Regions from separate parts of the Mus musculus genome. Here regions 1 and 2 are each linked to region 3. The links are chromatin contacts, called in public Hi-C and promoter capture Hi-C maps. All regions are on one chromosome and are shown on one strand. Each heading gives the region's core, a stretch centred on a gene start, on an enhancer-like site or on the middle of the called end of the contact. The rest is flanking DNA. Distances are from core to core; before and after follow the strand shown. Region 1 overlaps Cradd (CASP2 and RIPK1 domain containing adaptor with death domain). Region 2 has its middle 19 kb from the start of 4732465J04Rik. Region 3 holds the start of Mrpl42 (mitochondrial ribosomal protein L42).

Region 1 (2,741 bases), core at 138-2,637, 200 kb after region 3:
TTTTTTTTTTTTTTATGGTGCTGGGGATTGAACCCAGAGTCTCACAGATGCCATAGCACTGAGCCACATCTCTAGCCCCTGGATGTAAATTTCCAAACAGCTTACAGAGAGGGCTACAAAGAAATAACAGTGAGACAGGTGTCACGGCTTCTACCTTTAGCCCTATGACTCCAGAGGCAAAGGCAGATAGAATCCCTGTGAGTTCAAGGCCAGCCTGGTCTACATAGCAAGTTCTAGGTCAGGCAGAGTGAGATAATGAGACTCTGTCTGGGAGAGAAAACAAAACAAGAGGCAAAGGAAAACAAAGCGCTAGTGAGTTCTACACACAGTACACACACACACACACACACACACACACACACACACACGCACACACACACACACATACACACACAGAGTCTGTTGTCCCCAGGCTCCTGTTCATGGACTTTGCCGTCTTTACGACATGACTTCTGTTCTCATGGTCCTATGTTGCCTCTGGAGTCATTCTAGAAGAGAGAGGAGACAAGAGAGAAGACAGCAGAAAGGGGGAGTGATACTCCCTGTACCCCAAGGAGAGCAGCTGTTTAATCAAACCCCAGTGCCTTGGTCTTTTGGGAATGGTAACCACACTTTCTAGTGGCTTTGAAGGCCCTAGCTTCCCGTGTTGATGATCCAGTTCCCCAGTCGAGCCCAGCAGGGCTGTTTTGGAAGAGAGACATTTATCAGCTTTTTCTTTCTGATGTAACAACACCATGTCTTTTCACGTGCAGTTACTACCTCCCTCCCTCCCTCCCTCCCTCCCTCCCTCCCTCCCTCCCTCCCTCCCTCTTTCCCTCCCTCTCTCCCTCCCTCCTTCCTTTCATCCCTCCCTTTTCTGTTTCCTTTTCCTTTTCTCTTTAGTTTCCAGTCTCTGTCTCTCAAAAACAAACAAACAAAAATCAACCAAAGAAACAAAATGAAACAAAATCCCCAAACTCCAACAACAACAACAACAACAACAAGAAGCACCTTCATTTTCAGGTCCCAATATAATCTTTTCTCAAAGCCTTTTAATATTCTATTGAATTTGGAGTGGGTTTTCCCTCCCTTGATTCTCCCTAGATTTTTGTAGTACTATTTTAACCATCTTTTGTCATAGTTACCTGTAATCGTCTGTAACCCCCCTAATAACTCCTCACCATCGGTTGCCAGGCCCTCTGCGGAAGTCACAGCCGTCACAGAACCGTGTATGGGAACTTAAACTTGAAGAAGTTTTATGACTCACAGTCTGAGGGAGGGAACATGGTCAACAATGGCGGGAAAGGCAAGCCACAGAAATGGCTCACGGCAGTAGTATCAGAGAGTCTCATGGGGCTTAGATTGACCACCAGTAGTCAGTAAGTAGAAGACACTGGTCCAGACTGGTCCAGAAAAGGTTCATGATACAACCCCCAGAACTTCACTTCCTCTAGTGAAATTCCACCTAAATAAAGGTCTTACAATTTCCCCAAATGCCAACACTAACTGGGAACCACATGATCAGACACATGAGTCAGTAGGGAGATTTTTTTACATGGACTCTGTAGGGCTAGGGTGAGGGCTGAAGTTAAGGACTCTGGCTTAGACTGTGAGGGCAGCATCACCCCCAATTCCCATCTTTGTCAGCCGCCCCACATCTACTGGATTGCTTCAGATCTAGGGTGGCATGGAGACTTCTGTTTTGTTCCCCACCTTAACAGAGAAAGGACAAGCAAAGTGTGGGTTCTAGGCTGCTGCTGCTGGGCCTGGCACTGATCGACAGGCTCTGGAAACTGCAGGTTCTGTATCCCAGGCTGTGAGCGCTTGGCTCAAGTTCCGCAGTGCTCTTTGTAGAGGTTTCCTGCGAAGAGTGCTTGCAACCACAGAGCCATCTCCCTCACTCCACTCCCCCTGTTCTTCTTTGACTCTTCTGGCTAGTCTTCTGGGAATTGGGTTTCATAGAGCAGTGCTCACCAGGTCTCTCCACCCTCGCCTGCTCCCCCGGGCTTTCTGTTGCCTCCCTTGCTAGTGGAAACAGCTCTCTAAGTAAGCGCACCTTTCTGACCTGTGGTGACCTTCCAAGGGGGCACAGCCGCCTGCTTTTTAGTACCATCTGCTCTGCAGACTGTTGAGAGCAGCGGTCCTCATTCCATTACACAGAGCCCACCTTTTGTGACAGTCACGCTCTGATCCATTTCACAAGTGGCTTAAGTCATTTATGTCGTTTTTGTTTTACTCACTCAGGGATCGAGAGGGTAGACCTCTTTCTTCATCATCCTGAACCGCATTTCACACCTCAGACTGACTCTCAGAACCAGCCAAATACAGGACTTGGCTCTCAGATGGCTGTCTGTATGCTGTGATCTTGAGGGTGGGAGAGACAGGGTCTAGCCAAAGATGGGGATTACCTTCAAAAAGGGCCAGAAGGCTGTTTCTCATTTGTTCATTAAAGAAAACAGGTGCCAAGTAGGTTCCCTTTTTACAAATGCTTCTTGTAGAGATCATTTGAATAAAACTTGCGGTGTAATAGAAGTAGTTGCTCTAGGCTCCAGTTTTGACTGATTTCTGTTGGTTCTGCAGGTCTGTGTGGGCCACACAGGGGTTTCGGGGAGCGGTAACTATCCACGGCAGGGTGTCTTGATGCTGGTGGTGCTTTGTTGTTTTTAGAGTTGCTTTTATTTCCAGTATATGAGTGTTTTCCCTGACGTTATGTATGCGCACCACGTGTCTGCCCCGTGCCCGAGGAATTTAGAAGAGGGTGT
Region 2 (2,700 bases), core at 186-2,685, 250 kb before region 3:
GGACACTTGGGCAGACAAATAAGCAGGTAATTTTCTTACTTCTTAGAAGACTGGCATTAGGACAATTTGGGTATGTATCTGTTTCTAACAAGCAAGGAGTTTTCTTATAAATACTTGCCTTTCACTTCAGGAATCACTTAGGGACTGTCCCTCTCGCTGCTGCTGTTCCTCAGAACTGTGCAGAATATTAACAGGACAGGAAATGCACATAGGAAGATGTTAAGATGCTCAAGGGAAAGAATTGCCAGCTGTGGTGCTATAAGCTTATAATCTCGGTCAGGAGTTCAAGTATATCCCTGGCTACATAGCAGTTAGAGGCAAGTCTGGGCTACCATTGCTTCAACCATCTCCCACAAGAAGGGTAGAAATACGGCAGAAGAGGACAACAGAAATCAGAAGCCTTTCTCAAATGCATTCCAGAAAACTGAGTAGCAGAATACGATACAGTAACCAAGTAGAGTGCTCACACAACCCTGAGAGAGATCAATGAAAGTGGGCGGCTCCAGATCCATCACCTTCCATTGGGCCCCTGGTTTCCTTTGAGGTGGCTCATGATTTATAACAAGATTTACTGTGAGGTAGCTCACAAGAGGTTTGCTTTTTTGGGATTTGTTTGTTAACGAGAAAAATAAGAATTCTCAAGAAGAATGTAATATAGATTCTCTTTTAAATCCTCAACGTTGTGAAGTTGAGCTTTTAATAAAGGGGAAAACAGACTTCAGACCAGAGAAGCATTACAGAGGTGGTGAGTTTTATTTAATCTCTTACCAGCTTAAAAAAAAAAAAAAAAAAAACCACAAGGGCTGAAGAGATGGCTTACGGTTAAGAGCACTGACTATTCTTCTGAAGGTCCTGAGTTCAAATCCCAGCAACCACATGGTGGCTCACAACCATCTGTAATGAGATCTGATGCCCTCTTCTGGAGTGTCTGAAACAGCTACAGTGTATTTACATATAATAAATAAATAAATAAATCTTTTTTTAAAAATCACCTTTAAATAAAACTAAAGCAGCCGTATGTGGTAGAGCAGGAACAAGGATTACTCACAGGGCATCGGTCATTTGTGCTAGAAGATTCTTCTTGGGTGGGAGGGTTTTTTTTGTTTTTTTTTTTTTGTTTTTTTAGGGGGCCTGCTTGTTGAACTCATGAACTTGTACAAGTTTATATTTAGCCAACTTCTATCCTCACACCTGTCCGTTCAGGCATTAGTCTTAAGCGCATGTAAAAGCAAATGAATACATCTGTGCAGCAATGGGTAAAAATAACCGGAACTATTCCTGTAACACGATCAAAGATCTCTGACCAAGACCAAGATCTTATTTCATAGCATAAAGTGGCCGAATTAGATGTTTCCTCACGTTCGGTGATGCGTTGGTCTCATTCACTGTGGATAAAATAGCTGACCTCCATTCCAGAAAGATGTGTGCGCAACTAAAGTTAACCAGTTTCATTGCCTCTGACGCAAACCTTCTGAATGTGCTACCATCACAGAGACCAAGGGTTGATTCCTGCCTGAGGAGGGATATTTAAAGCAGAGGCGCTGTATGAGCATCATGCATGGCAGCAGTGGCCCCCAACACGTGGGAGGCAACCCCTTTGGGGGTTGAATAACCCTTTCACAAGGGTTGCCTATCAGATATCCTGCATATCACATATTTACATTACAGTCCAGAACAGCAGCAAAATTGCAGTTATGGAGTAGCAACTGAGATAATGGTATGGTTGGGGACCACCACAGCCTGAGGAACTGTATTAAAGGGTCACTGTGTCAGGAAGCTTGAGAACCACTGATTTACAGGATGGTTATCTGATCCCCAAACTCAAAATATGAACTGTTCCCAAGTGTCAACCTTCTTAGTCACCAACATAATGCCCCGTGTGGGTTTTATCTTTCAAAAATGAGTATTATCCCCTCAGGCTGTGCATACAAGCTATGGAGAGACGTCAATGAGCCTTGAGTTCCCACTCAAGTCACCCACCCAGAGTGCCACATCCACTCCACCTCAGCCACACACTTCTGCTCCTGCAAGTTGAGTTCTGTGTCTTTTCAACTCCAGAATTCTTCATGTTGTAGTTACGTGTCACTAAAATTACATAATGGCATAGGAATAGAAAGAGTGAATTATTATAATGGTACAAAATAATATTTTTTACTGAGATGTTTTGGAAAAACTCACCAGTGTTAAAATATGGTAAAAGATTGTGAAGATGATTTCACAATCCAAGTTTGGAAATGAGCAATGAGGTCTCACAGAAGTGGGTTAGGTTAAAACTGGCTTTAGACCATTGCCAGTGAACTTATTATAGTGAAGGCTTCTAAATGCAGTTATGTGTATTAAGGTTACGATGAAAGCATAACGTTTTCAATGTGTTATAACTTTGGTCTACAACGTATTAAAGGCTTGGTCTCTGGCCTGGTGTTATTGGAAGGTGGCGGCAGCTTTAAGAGGTAAGGGCTGGTGGGAAATGTTTTGGTTATTGACAGGTGCCCTTAATAGGGGTTCTGGAACTCCAGGCCTTGCCTCTTCCGTTTCCTGACCAATATATGGTGATCACTTGCTAAACCACATTCTGCATGCCCTGTGGTGCTCCTCCACCACAGGCCAAAAAGTGAATGGGTCAACTGGCCTTGAACAGAAACTTCCAAAACCATGAGCAATTATAACCATTCCTCCTTATAAATTGATTGTCTCAGATAT
Region 3 (2,700 bases), core at 173-2,672:
AACTAGACCCAACTTTTGAATGTACTGTCAGAGTGTAGAAAGTTACTGACCTCCATGCAAATTAGGTTGGAAGGGTTGCCTTGGTGGGCTCATGATGAGGCGTCCCCAACCCCACCCTCCAGGTACCAGCCATAGCACAGGTGTAGCATAGAATAATTTGGAGGCATGAGAAGGGGAGTTGAGAAGGGGGTACAGACAGAGACAGAGAAGAGGAGGGGGAGAGAACAGGGGGCAGGGGGCCAAAGAGCCACTTTTATAGCAAGACAGGTCTACCTATTGGGCGGAGTCTAGAAGGAATACTAACAATTATTTGTTGGACTGTCTCTTTTCAGATATTCCCATGCTAGGTGGCCTCTTAGGTGATATATGTTAGATTTCCTTGGCCCTGTTTGGAGCCCTCTTCCATTTTAGCTACATCTCAATAAGACATTCCTCCGCTCGATGCTAGCATACCCAGGGGAGGGTCAGACGTTCCAGGATGAGTGAGCCCCTTGGCACTGAATTCAGTTCCAAATCAAACACCCCGGTGGGTGGGTCTGAAGTTTGAGGAACAGGAACACAGGGATTACCAACCATGAGCCATTTAAAGACTTGCAGGAGGAGTCTCCGGAGTAGCGAGGTCAATGTGTTGACCAACTCATTATTCTCATAGCTTTATTCATGTTTTTGTGGTGCCAGACATCAAACCCAGGGTCTCAGGCATGCTCTAGCACCAAGCTCCATACCCAGCCCTCAATCCTATGGCTTTATACTCCTATCTAGCCCAACCTTTACTCTCTAAACAAATCTCTCTACCTTCATTATATCGCCGCTTGCGTGTCTCAGGCGAATCCCCAAATCAACAGCTCCTGAATGGAATCCATTCCCACCCTTACCAGACAACTTCTAACCTGCTCTATCAGTCTTTCCTCTCCTGTAGGTTGTTGACTAACCTAGTCAGTCGACAAAGCCACACCCGGAACGTTCTCCTTTCAGCTCCTACATCTATCAGATCCATTGGTTGAGAAAGCTTCTCTAGGTTTCATTTCAAATATATCAGTCCTGGGCCCCTCATTTGAATTCTCTGGCATTTTGTCTTCTCTGAGAAAACTTAATTGATCCATTATGAAAAACACATTCATCCATTTGGTTTGGAGCTGAATTTGGTGCCAATAGGCTCATAAATTTTAGAGAATGTTAATATTCTCTGAATAATAGTATAACATTGGTTTTGATGTTATTTTAAATAGTTCCTGCTACTAAAATCGGGAGGGTAGCGATTTTGTTGTCTGGGCACCTTTGGGAATCCTGAGTCCAAGGGGCCACAACAAATGCAGCCTGGCCACAGCTGCCCGCCCCGCCTTCTTTCTGCAACTAGGGCTACTTTCCTGGCAGAGACTACAACTCCCAGAGTGCCTCGCGCGCGTATAGCGCGCGCTGGACGGCGCCTTTAGGACCCAGATTGAAGCAAGATGGCGAGCGCGCGGTGAGTAGCCGTGGAGGTACCGCTGCCCTCTCCTTACAGGCCCGGAAGGCTTGTCCGTAGGCATTGAGGGCTTTAATGTCTGTCGTTGGAGGCAGGACGAGGCTGCCGGTGTCCCCAGGCTCCATCTTGCAGAAGGGCCGGCGTGTGGTTGCGCCCTTCCTGTAGCACACCTCGGCGTGCATGCGGGCGTCAGCCTGCACCAAGTTGACCTTGCGACTCCTTAGACTCCTCCTGATTCAAGTCTTTGAACCGGCTCCTGGGTGGTAGTCCCTGTATTACTGTTGCTCGAACTTCAGCCCCACCGGGGTGTTTGGTTTGGAACTGAATTCCGTGCCAAGGGGCTCATCCTGGAAAGTCTCTCTTTGGAGCAATAGTTTGACCCTCCCCTGGGTATGCTAGCATGGAGCAGAGGAAGGTCCCCACAAACGTTTTGATTTTGGACTTGTAATCAGAAGACGTGGGTTTTCTTTCCGTGCATGCCACCAGTTAGACAGTGAACTACCAAAATAAAGCATTTGACTTTTCTCAGCCTTCGTTCCCAATAAACTGAAAGAGCACAGAATATTAAGAAAGTGGGTTGCAAGGCATAAATAACTAGCTGAATGAACTCAGGGTTTGCCATTCGCGGCGCTCTTAGGATGTCTGGCATCTGCGTGCAAATAAAGAGAGCCCTATCCTAATCCCTTTCCTGCCTATAGAGGGTCACTGAGACCAATAGAGAATAGGGGCACAGTAATTACCGTTTATTTACACCATCTCATGAAATTTGTGGTTGCTTCTTGAAGTTTACCACTGAAGAATTGGAAGGTCGTTTAGTTAATGACTTGCCTCAAATCTTCCAGTTTGTAAGTGAGCAACACTAAAGTCTTTGGAAGCAAGTCCTTTTAAATTTTCATGATTCGAAATAAATATGCTTGCTGCATCTTTAAATGTTATGTGACAGGAGATGAGATAGTGACATCGATGGGTTCCTCTTAAGTTTTTCATGTTGAATATTTAGTTTCATCAGAAACAGCATTACTGTAAGTGATAGGATCCTATGGGTGGGACTTGGGAGCTAGAATGTAGACTCACTAGCATTTGAGGAAGAGTTTGCAGCGTGTATTATGTGTGAGTGACTTTCTAATTACGTATTCTGCTAAGCACTCAGTAAGTGAAGCCGACTGTGCAGAGTCCTGAGAAAGTTGCACTTAAGAGAAATGATAGCGGAATAGTTGCTCTGTTTCTCATATTTT

What was found. Promoter capture Hi-C pulls out the DNA fragments that hold promoters and counts their contacts. Hi-C and Micro-C count contacts between places; a contact is called where the count stands out from the background.
Region 1: a promoter capture Hi-C map of macrophages shows a contact between it and region 3, with 5 read pairs. The contact joins the enhancer-like site here to the promoter of Mrpl42 in region 3. A contact is called at or near these places in 1 of 39 promoter capture datasets (macrophages), 1 of 484 Hi-C or Micro-C datasets (the G1E-ER4 cell line), 6 of 115 datasets of contacts at active chromatin or transcription factors (the 230-238 cell line, effector CD8 T cells, embryonic stem cells and 1 more) and 2 of 9 other capture datasets (adipose tissue and liver).
Region 2: a contact with region 3 is called in a Hi-C map of myocytes, with 2.0 times the contacts expected there. The contact joins the enhancer-like site here to the promoter of Mrpl42 in region 3. A contact is called at or near these places in 1 of 484 Hi-C or Micro-C datasets (myocytes) and 1 of 9 other capture datasets (pancreatic islet).

Annotation. Positions count from the first base shown.
Region 1 is chr10:95,299,132-95,301,872 of GRCm38.p6, reverse strand. The region is part of intron 2 of Cradd (CASP2 and RIPK1 domain containing adaptor with death domain); the gene reads left to right. Among named protein-coding and RNA genes, the nearest start is that of Cradd, 23 kb to the left of the region's middle. Within about 2 kb of position 1,387, at least 57 of the 459 cell types and tissues checked have an H3K27ac peak or open chromatin away from gene starts, as enhancers often do. A contact at or near this core is called in the 230-238 cell line, effector CD8 T cells and macrophages, where this site is marked.
Region 2 is chr10:95,752,411-95,755,110 of GRCm38.p6, reverse strand. No RefSeq gene overlaps it. Among named protein-coding and RNA genes, the nearest start is that of 4732465J04Rik, 19 kb to the left of the region's middle. Within about 2 kb of position 1,435, at least 3 of the 459 cell types and tissues checked have an H3K27ac peak or open chromatin away from gene starts, as enhancers often do. A contact at or near this core is called in myocytes, where this site is marked.
Region 3 is chr10:95,500,671-95,503,370 of GRCm38.p6, reverse strand. It overlaps Mrpl42 (mitochondrial ribosomal protein L42), which reads left to right and starts at 1,422. Exons shown (of 6, transcript NM_001359476.1): 1 at 1,422-1,465.